Regions from separate parts of the Mus musculus genome. Here all the other regions are linked to region 2. Evidence: chromatin contacts called from public Hi-C and HiChIP or PLAC-seq data. All regions are on one chromosome and are shown on one strand. Each heading gives the region's core, a stretch centred on a gene start, on an enhancer-like site or on the middle of the called end of the contact. The rest is flanking DNA. Distances are from core to core; before and after follow the strand shown.

The links. A called contact is a pair of places that touch in the nucleus more often than the background predicts. HiChIP or PLAC-seq counts read pairs in DNA pulled down with a chosen protein or histone mark.
Region 1: a Hi-C map of B cells shows a contact between it and region 2, with 5 read pairs. The contact joins the enhancer-like site here to the promoter of Hnrnpu in region 2. A contact is called at or near these places in 3 of 39 promoter capture datasets (liver and pre-B cells) and 2 of 484 Hi-C or Micro-C datasets (B cells and uterus).
Region 3: an HNF4G HiChIP or PLAC-seq map of pancreatic cancer cells shows a contact between it and region 2. The contact joins the promoter of 1700016C15Rik here to the promoter of Hnrnpu in region 2. A contact is called at or near these places in 2 of 115 datasets of contacts at active chromatin or transcription factors (bone marrow-derived macrophages and pancreatic cancer cells).

What each region holds. Positions count from the first base shown.
Region 1 is chr1:177,426,660-177,429,964 of GRCm38.p6, reverse strand. No RefSeq gene overlaps it. Among named protein-coding and RNA genes, the nearest start is that of Zbtb18, 14 kb to the left of the region's middle. Within about 2 kb of position 1,499, at least 36 of the 459 cell types and tissues checked have an H3K27ac peak or open chromatin away from gene starts, as enhancers often do. A contact at or near this core is called in B cells and pre-B cells, where this site is marked.
Region 2 is chr1:178,335,563-178,339,136 of GRCm38.p6, reverse strand. Hnrnpu (heterogeneous nuclear ribonucleoprotein U) reads left to right here and starts at 1,322. Exons shown (of 14, transcript NM_016805.3): 1 at 1,322-2,184; 2 at 2,979-3,090; 3 at 3,182-3,255. The coding sequence starts at 1,566.
Region 3 is chr1:177,728,163-177,731,956 of GRCm38.p6, reverse strand. 1700016C15Rik (RIKEN cDNA 1700016C15 gene) reads right to left here and starts at 2,143. Exons shown (of 6, transcript NM_027077.2): 1 at 1,996-2,143. It overlaps Gm30115 (a long non-coding RNA gene), which reads left to right and starts at 1,882. Exons shown (of 5, transcript XR_373742.2): 1 at 1,882-2,294.

The DNA.
Region 1 (3,305 bases), core at 250-2,749, 910 kb after region 2:
GGGCCTCTCAGCAACGGGAGTAACGTCGCTTTGCTCAGCGTGAACGTCCAGATCCCATTCCCAAAATGGTTTACATGTTTCTGACCTCCTTGCCATGTGCCTCTAAACCTCACCTCCATCCCGAGTCTTTTCCTTCATGGTTTTTTTCTTTCTTTTCTTTTTTCTTTTTTCTTTTTTTTTTAAATTTGAGTTCTCACTGCTAGTATTATTATTTTTAGGGCTGCAATCTCCCATAGCCCTTATTTTCACTCAAAATTACAATACAGGGGACTATGGCCAATGCTATGCAGATGGCCAAATAGATAATAAAGACTCGGTTCATGAATAATACCCACTCAGAAAGAGGACAAAAGCAACAGGAAAAAAGACCCAAATTGGACAAAATGTGCATGCTATATTTAAAAAAAACCACACACGCGATCATTGTCAGAGATCATTAAGGGTGCCCTGTAGTTTTAATTATATGCCAGTGGCACCAATTTGATGTGACTGTTTGCTCCTATAGTCAATAAAAAAAGTCATAACTGCCATCAAATTTAAATTTAATTTATTTTCTACACAGCCCTTTCTGTTTTCCTTGTTTTTTTCTTTTATAACATTAACACTTTTTTTGTTGAAAAATGTGTGAAAGATTAATTTGTAGAATGAGGGAGCCGTGGGTGCACAGCAAAGGACAGATGGAGTGGGTGGGACATGACAGTTTTTGTCTGTGGCATCATTTTGTTGTTGCTATTGCAAGGGAAAGAGAGCTACTGCTACCACGATCCTTTCTTGGGGTTGGGGACACTCTGAGAAGGTATGCTTCTCTCACCTCAAGCTGGCCACTGCCATCTCAGGGCACAGACCCCTACCAAGACAAGTCATGAGCTCTTCCGTTTCCACAACGGAGATTTTCATAGAATTCCACCCTACTTTTGTAAAAAAAAAAAAAGAAAGAAAGAAAGAAAGAAAAAGAAAAGAAAGCAGAATGAGGCAGACTTGTAAGATGAATATGCTGAAATAAAGTCACCATTTATCTCCTCTGAACGCCATACTGTAAAATCAAGTGCGCACAGGTCTGGTGAAGGCTATCATTTAAATGTAAATGTTTGGGGACAGCAGTCAAAATTCTACTCGTGTTGAAGGGAGTCTTTCTTCTTCTTTTTTTAATGTCAAAACTCACAATGTATAATTTTCAACTTGATTTTTTTTGCCTCGAAGCAGCCCTGGTTTATACGACAGTGTTGTGGGGGTTCACTGTTGTAAAGTTTCTTCTTGAAGAAGGCAATTACCAAGGGAAAATCACTGCCATGCGGCACACACAGACATTCTGAGAAAAAAGTAAGACTTGGAGGAGGAAGAGGGGAATTCGGGACAGCATGTGGGAGGGGAGATGGGAGTTCTTTTTATGCACAAAGGGATCCATTAACAAAATCTTTATCTGTTTCCGTCCCCTTGTGAACTGAACCAATGTGCAGTGCCCAGAATATGCGAACGTGATTGCAAATAAACGACTCGTGTGGCGCGGAGGAAATGAGCGAGCGCATACCGAAACAGACTGGTGTTTGATTCCGTGGCAAGATAAAATTTGCATGGAGGAAAATCTCCCCAACACCTTTGCCTCGAAGGTTCCCATCTGTCTTCCTGAGGCAAAGCAAGGCAAAGTGTCCCACCTACGGAAGTCAGCAGTTCCAAATGAAGCGCCCAGTACTGATTCTACACCTCCCAGGCCACTTCAGCTGATGCTCAGTGCTCCTACGGAGAGGGGATTTGAGAGTCAGGTCATTGTATATCCATCCTTATGCTATTTTTCTAACTAGACAGTAGGCTGTCCTGGGGAGGGATGTGCCCTGAGCATTCTGCGGTTGTGCCTGGTTGGCATGATCCCTCTGCTGGGTTATGGGATGATGTGCGGCCACAGGAAAGCAGTCTGTCTCTGGGTCAGACCACCTGCATCTGACATCCGGCTGGCTGCCTTACAGCACCCCAGGGACCAGTACACCCACGTAGTTTCTGTTTCTGTTGAAAATAGTCATGACACTAACAGCATGCACCTTCAGTGGGAATTTAGATCCTATCTGGTAGGGATATAAGAGTCCAGGTTTTGGATGTCCCCACCATCAGATCGCTGGGGACACTCAAGCCTCCAGATATTTAGTAGGATCTGTGTCATTAGGGAATATATGGTGTTAAGAATAGATACAATTTAAAAACTTACTGCAGTGGGATACAAATTATAAGTAACATTGTAGGACGTGGGAGGGGGTGAGTCTAGTGTGTATGCTACCAACCAGTAAATTACAGTCCACAGAAAGAAAACATAAAGGTGTCTATCGTTTTAACTAATTTAAAGAGAGTTGTCTATGATTTGTCTGTTCTCCCATACTTTCTCCATGGTTCCGTTTGGTGGTCGGCATCCCAGAGATGGAAAATCCAGCAAGTTTTTGTTCATATGAACACATTCACAGACATAAATGGGCTCAGAAGAGATTATCTATCCACAGATCAGTATAACAATCTCAACACTGCTGCAGTCATTGAGACAATTGCAGCCTGTTGTTATATGCCTGTATATGCACGTAATTTTCTCTCTGCACAGCGAGGACCGCAATGCAGAGTGGACTCCTTCTTCTTTTCCTGTAGGATTCATGTAAGTGATACCACACATCGGAGGATGCCTAATTCACTGACTACAGAGGAATTATGATGGGCTAAGAATGGGATGGATATGGTAACCATCTGCATCCCATCTTATTTCTTTTATGGTCCTGAGGATGGAATCTCGAGATCCTCGTTCACACTAAACCAAGAGCTCTGCCCCTGAGCTACACCCTCATCCTGCTTATTTATTTTTAATTATAAACAAGAAAATGGCCATATGTATATGTATACAGATGCATATCTAAAATTGCACTTTGGACAAGCCGACTTTCCCGAGCAGGAGTACGTTCTCAGTGATTAACTTGAGTGATTTCTTTTTTTTCCTGGTCATTACTCTCCCAGCAGTTCTCTTTCTTCCTTAGTGATAAAACTCAAGTACATGATGCCTTCAAATAAACTGTTTCCCAGCTTCCTTTGCAGCTAGATACCCATATGGTGAGCTCTGGGCGTGTGAGTGGAAGCATTTTGGTCCTCATTAAAAGACAGTCCACATGCCTGTGGTGTCTTTCATTTTGTTGCTATCTAGTGTCTGAAATGTACGTGTAATGAGTTGAGCTTGGGCTGATATAATGGACCCCAAGGATGGGATGTACACACCTGGGATGGTTTATATTGATTGTAACGAGATGGGATATAGGAGAAAGTTTCTAGGCATGCCTGTGAGG
Region 2 (3,574 bases), core at 73-2,572:
GGGTGGGGTGCCTCTGCTTCCTGAGCGCTGGAGCCAAACTTGGGTGTCACCACTGCCTGCCTGGCTGACACTGAATTCTTGATCATCTTACCTGTATCTCCCAAGTGTTGAAATTATACACATGTACCACCAAGCATAGCTTGGGTGCAATCTACACAGGAAGGCCCCAGTGTAGAAATTAAATTCTATATAAAAGTTTCAAGAACACAACATATTTAATGCCAGAAAACAAATCATAATTTTTTTTCTTTTCTTTTTTGAGATAGGGTCTGGTATTCAACCCAGATAAGCCTGGAATTTACTAAGTAGCCCAGGCTAGCTTTTAACTCTTGATACTTCTGCCTCACTCTGCCAAGTAATAGAACTACAGGTGTTTTCTTTTTTTACTAAATCCCAGCCTTTTGTTACTACCAGTTTGTAGACAAGTCAGCAGGTATACAAACATGTTTAGAGTGGCTGAAAAAACAGGGAGAGGATCAAAGTGCATAATCTAGCTGGGTGCTGGCTGTCTTCCTCATCTGTAATTAAAGGGTCTCCAAACTGGTGGATCAGATTTGCAGGGGACAGAGGCCTATCTTTATAGTACAACGAGGGGAACTTCCATGAAAATCTAAGGCTTACTCAAAGGTCAATAGAAAATACGGTGAGTAGCAACACAAGGCCCGCTCTATATGGCTGTTAGGCATGGTGGAGTACAGCAAGCCTCTTTCCCAAACCTTGCACCACTGGTTGGGGAAGAGACAAAAGAAAGGCTCTGGCCTCGCCCTTGCGGAACTTAAAATAAGTCCGACTGGCAAGGCAGGACTTGTAAAATTTAAAAACGCAGTTAAATGGTGGAAAAACTAAACAAAACACCACCTTTGCATAACAATCGCCTATGGGTGTTCTACAGGGCAGCGGTGGAAACTTGAAGAGTTTTTTAAACCTAGAGCCGGAGGGACAAAAAAAAAAACAAAAACCAAAACAAAAAAAAAAAAACCCAAGAAACAACAACAAAAAAAACAACCCGAAAACCAAAAAACTAAACTAAGATGGAAGAAAGGAGGTTGTTCTCGAGTGGAAAATGCCAGGTGAGGACTGAAGGCGGGTGGAGGAGAGCCTCCGCCAGGACACAGAAGGCAGAGCGCCGGTGGAGCGCGGCGGCTCAAGAGCCGGAAAGGCCGGCGGCCACTGCGGCGGGTCCGTTTAACCGAAAGGTGGCTTCTAAGAGCCTCCATTTGCGCGGTCCGGCCCAGCGCGGAGGTCGCGCAGTGGGGGCGGGGCGGGGCCTGCGCGCGCAGCCGCTCTAGCGGGCCTCGCCTCGGCAGGGGGCGGGGCGCCTATATTACGTGCGCGGCGCCGCCCCTGCGAGAGGACGTTGCGTGCTCGCTCGCGCCGGGCGAGTCTCCGCGTCTTGCCTCGCGAACTCGGTGAAAGGAATTGGCGCCGTTCGACACCAGGCGGGTCCGTTCTGCAGCAGCACTCAGCCATCTCCAGCCGCAGCCGCCGCCCGGGCCGACCAGCAGCAGCCGCCGCCGCCACAGGCCGAGGGAGCCAGCAGTCAGCGGGGAACCGGGGCCCTCAACATGAGTTCTTCGCCTGTTAATGTCAAGAAGCTGAAGGTGTCGGAGCTGAAGGAGGAGCTCAAGAAGCGGCGCCTCTCCGACAAGGGCCTCAAGGCCGATCTCATGGATCGACTCCAGGCCGCGCTGGACAACGAGGCAGGAGGCCGCCCCGCCATGGAGCCCGGGAACGGCAGTCTCGACCTAGGTGGCGATGCGGCCGGGCGCTCGGGAGCGGGCCTAGAGCAGGAGGCCGCGGCTGGCGCCGAAGACGACGAGGAGGAGGAGGGCATCGCCGCTCTGGACGGCGACCAGATGGAGCTGGGCGAGGAGAACGGGGCGGCGGGGGCGGCTGACGCCGGCGCGATGGAGGAAGAGGAGGCAGCGTCGGAAGACGAGAACGGCGACGACCAGGGCTTCCAGGAGGGGGAAGACGAGCTCGGCGACGAGGAGGAGGGCGCGGGCGACGAGAACGGTCACGGGGAGCAGCAGTCCCAACCGCCGGCAGCGGCGGCGCAGCAGCAGCCTTCCCAGCAGCGTGGTGCCGGCAAGGAGGCCGCGGGCAAGAGCAGCGGCCCCACCTCGCTCTTCGCGGTGACGGTGGCGCCGCCAGGGGCGAGGCAGGGCCAACAGCAGGCGGGAGGTAAGAAGGCGGAAGGTGGCGGGTGAGTGTTGCGTGATGGGTGCGCGTGGCGGTGGGGACCGTGCCCCAGGCCTGCCGGGGCCCCTCGGGGCGAGCGCCGCGGGAGGGTGGGGGCGGGGGAGCCCCGGGAGGCTCTGCTCGCCATGCCGGCGGCGCCTCCATTATGTATGTCGGGCGCCGGGGTGGGGGGAGCGCTGCAGCTGCCGCGGTGGGGGGGCCGGCCGGGCGGGAGCGCCGGCCGCTGGGGCGCTGCGTGCGCGCGGTCCGGGCACATGTCGGCGGTGGGGGGAGGGGAGAAGCCCGAAGGTCCCGGAGCGGGCGGGCTTTGGCGGCTTAGCGCCGCGGTATTGTGCAAGGAGCGCAGGGGCTCGTGGTGACGTCACTTCCGGCGGCAGGCGCGGGGAGCGGGGCGGAAGCTCAGTACAATGCGGCGGCGGGGCACGCGGGCTCGTGTGGGGGAGGGGAGGTGGGCCCAGGCTTCCCCCCCCCTCGTTTGAGCGCGGCCGGCGCACGTGGGCCCGGGCGGTGTCCCGCTTTTTTTTTTTTTAAACTCTTTTTAAAAAATGCTTTCTGGAAGGTTGCGGTAGGCTGGCAAGTTCAGTCTTCAGACTGCGTCACTGTGTCCAGTCCAAGTCCAGACTTTTTTATTTTCATTTGTCGATTAAAAAAGTCAAAGAATCAGTCAGAAAAAAATAATCAGTAACAGCTCTTGAGGCTCGAAACACAAAAGGTGCTTAACTGCATTATTTAGTTTTCGGCCTGATGCTTTAAGGCGGTGTTCTGTGTCGTTATAGGAGACGGCAAAACAGAACAGAAAGGTGGAGATAAAAAGAGAGGCGTTAAAAGACCGCGAGAAGATCATGGCCGAGGGTATTTTGAGTACATCGAAGAAAACAAGTACAGCAGGTAGAGGCTCCTCACCCAGTTTTAACAGTCGCCCGCTCTTTTTGTATACAAGGTGGGGAAAGCTTTATCAGGAGACAATTCTGTCTTTCAGAGCCAAGTCTCCTCAGCCACCTGTTGAAGAAGAAGACGAACACTTCGATGACACAGTGGTTTGTCTTGATACTTGTAAGTGAGGCGGACTTTCCCGCTCTTTGCTAGTTTTCAAGTGCAGTGTTAACATTGGTTTTAAGTGTTAGGAAAAATGTGTTGATCTTAAAGTGGAAAAAACCAGTTAAGAAACTTATTTTAAAGCAGGAAGGTAGTAGCTTAATGCTCAGGCTACAGTAGTTTAATATTAATACCACTTCAGTTGTATTGATTTAACAAGCTCTAGTAATTGGTAATATTTACGAGTTGAAACTTCTCAGTACTTGGGGGATGTAAAACTAAATAATTTTTGCTCGGCTATCAGAAACTTGTTTTTTTAAAAACCTGCCTGTAACTT
Region 3 (3,794 bases), core at 894-3,393, 610 kb after region 2:
CTCCTTTATCTCTTTTTAAAATTTATTTTTATTTATGTGTATGTGTGTGTATGTGTATGTGTCTCATATATTTGTGTGCCTGTGGAGTCCAGAATTCGGTGGCAGATTTCGTAAAGCTGGAATTACAGGTAGGTGCCAGGGACTGAACTTAGGTCTTCTGCAGGAGCAGTAAGCCCTCTTACCCACTGAACCATTTTCCCAGGCCCAAAAGCACACAGCTCTGTGCTGTCATTCCAACACCATTTACCACCAGAGGCCCCAAGCAATGAGGCCCCAAGCAATGAGGCAACCTGTTCCAGAGTAAGGCCTTTGCAATTGTGTTTCATTTACTGTTCTATGCAGTGAGGAGATACCATGACCAAAGCAACTCTTATTTTTAAAACAAATATCATTTAATTGGGGACTTGCTTACAGTTTCAGCAGGTTAGCCCATGACCAATTATGGCAAGAAGCATGGCAGCAGGCAGGCTGGCATGGGCCTGGAGCAGTAGCTGGAAGCTCACATGTTTTTCAAGTTGCAGGCAGAGAGAGAGAGACTAGACCTGATGTGGGCTTTTGACACCTCAAAGCCTATCCCTTCTAACACACCTCCTCCAAAGAGGCCACATCTACTCCAGTAAGACTATGCCTCCTAATCCTTCCTAAATCGTTCTACCAACTGGGGACCAAGCATTCAAACACTGAGAGCCTATGGAAGCCATTCTCATTCAGACCACCACAGTGAGCCAAAATACAATTCTTATAAGTTGATTATCTCAGACTTTGTTATAGTAATGGATAGCTGACTTGGACATCATAAAACATTTTTTTTTAAACTGAAAACATAATATGCTCAGAAAAATAATGCTATAATAGAAAAGGCATCCATAATTTATATATCTAAAGCGGCATTATTTATTTTCTAGAAAATAATCTTTGGTTTTGTTTTTTTTTAATGTTGTGAGATAATTTCTACATTGCCACAGTTATTGTAATTCTTAATCTTAATATTTAATAGTTATTAATATTATAGAATATTAATATATTAATAGTTACCATATATTAATAGTTAATCTTAATGTTTAGTGTTCCCAACACCTTCTAACACCTGAAACCCTTTGGTGACTGATTACATCCAAACCATAGCAATCAGCTGTGTAGGGTTATCAGCTGTGTGTAGATAGTACCTGTTGACTTTCTAGATACATTTTGTAAAGCCCTTTCTCCTTGGAAGAGCTGTGTCTGTATTCAGGACATTCAGGGTAACATAGTCACATGACAACATAGAGACAGCATAGGGGTGTTAGACCTGCTTAGCCCCGTGGCTGCAGGGTTGCTCTGCAGCTGGGTATACCAAACTTTTATAAAATACTGAGAAAAAAAATATTCAAAACATCCCAAGTAGACCACTGTTCACATTCTAAAATAATTTTTAGGGGCAGAGACATAGCTTAACGGTTTCAAGAGCTTGCTGTTTTTTCAGAGGACGAAGTTCAGTTCCCAGTACTCAGGCAGCTAAAACTTCCTGAACCTCCAACTCCAGGGGATTTGCTAGCTTTCATGGCAGGAAGCATGGCAGCAGGTCTCATGTACACATACCCGCACGCAGATATATACACATACCTAACACCTGAGTCGAGTTGGGGGGAAGAATTCCTAGCTTTGCAAAGAATTCCAACCATAAAGTTGTAAGTTGTAAGCACCTATTCAAAATGTGCCAGGTAGTGATGGCTTGTGCCTTTAATCTCAGCACTTAGGAAGCAGATATCTGAATCCGAGGCCAGCCTTGTCTATGGAGTGAGTTCTAGGACACCCAGGATAACACAGAGGAAATCCTGTTTTGAAAATCCAAACCAAACCAAACCAATTAACCAACCTACCAATCAACCATCCAACCCACCAACCAACTAACCAACCAAGCAAACAAACAAAAAGCAAAAGCAATCCTCTCATTTAGCCATGTAGCCACGGAGTGAGAGGAGAGAGGCCCAGGCAGTAAGAGCCTTGCTGCATTACCGGCTTGGCTTGGGCAGCAGTGGGCAGGGGCCTCCTTCTTCAAAGAAGTTTTCCTCTGAGGGCAGCAAGAAATTGAGCCACCTCTGTGTGGGGCATGCTGTGAAAAGTACAAGGCAGAGCTGTGAGACCTGATCCCTTTACATCACTCAAAGGGGATTATGATGCACGGTGGAGTGGAAAGTTGTGCTAAGCAGTGCTGTTCAGGCTTAGAGAAAGCCTGTTTTGAACGTCTCTAACAGAAAGCATAGCTGCGCATAGAACGTAAGGGCAGAAATTGGTGTCAGGGAGAAACCATACAGGTAAGTGACCCAGACTATCAACCACTAAACTTGTTTTTCTACAAACATTGCTTCAAGGGGAACGTAAGGTCAGGGATCTGGTGTTGCATGTGTCCTTTGCAAGTTGGAACTGAGAAGGGCTGTCACAGGGACAAAGGAATCCAGCACTGCCTGGTCTAAAATGACACTAGTCTATGGAAGGCCGCTGCTACTAAAGCCATTGAAAGAGGTTTTTAATTGTTCAGGAATATGATTCAAACCAAGCCACCAACCATCACTGTTGCACAACTACACAGAGAAGCGAGTCTCAGCCAGGAAAGAGAATGGCTGTAGAATGGTTGTTCAGATACCATAGCAAAACTAAGCCCAAAACAAACACTGGCATTGTCTACAAGAGGCTGGCCTGGAAACAGGGCAGGGCTCGATCAAACAAAGTTTGCAAGTAGGAAGAGAAATATTCATCTGCAGCTCCTGATGGCATGGACAGGAAGCCTGGGCCAAGGCTGTTTTTTTTTTTTTTTTTTTTTTTTTTTTCCTTTCAGTCTGGGTCCCACCCTGTAGAATGATGTCACTCACAACCAGGGTGGTTTTCACACTTCCGTTAAGCCCCTCTAGAAACACCCCCTCAACATGCCCAGGGATGTGTCTCCTAGGAGATTGAAGTTGACAGTGAAGATTAGCCATCAGGACAGTTATGACTTTTCTTCTTCAGATTTTCAAGTTTGGAAGTATAATCCTTAAATAACTCTCTCCAGTGTCTGCTGGGGAGTCATGAGCTGGGGACAGCATCTCTTCATTATCTTTCCTTCCTTCTGTGATGATTAAAGAGACTTCTCTCATTTGCATAGACTCTCTAAACATTCCCTTAAGCTGACAGGATGGCTCAGTGGACAAAGACACTTGCCACCAAGCCGGAAGACCAGAGTTCAATTCCTGGGACCCACGTTAATTTTAAAAAGTGAGAACTGACTCCTGTAAGTTGTCCTCTGACTTCCACATGTGTGCTGCATGCTGCTTCCCCCCCCCCAAGTAAACAGGGGTGGGTTGTTTTAAAAATAACACCTGTTTCCAGAATTCAGGTAATATAGAAAAACAAAGAATATTTAAAGTAATATAATCTTCAACCCAGAGAGACTAGTATGCATATCTAATTAATCACTAATTAAATTATGGCTACTACTGGGGCAGTGTGTAGTGTCTTGGTGCCTAGCTGATCAGAATTCCTTCCAGTATGGAGCAATTGTGCTCAGGATCCCTCCCCTGCCATCTACAAACATCCCTTGTAGTCACCAACTTGGAAAATGCAATCCGCCAGCCGGCCATGACACTTAACACTCCTCAGGCCTCCTCACTGACATCTCTCCCTGCCTCATGGAAAGGTGACTTTAAAGATGGAGGAGTTTCTAGTCACTGGTGCAGGGGCCCTGTACAGGAGAACATAGTACATCTCAGATCCTACCATCAACACTGGACTGTCTCCACATCTACAGAGAGTGTGAGTGATCTTGATCTTGCTAACCC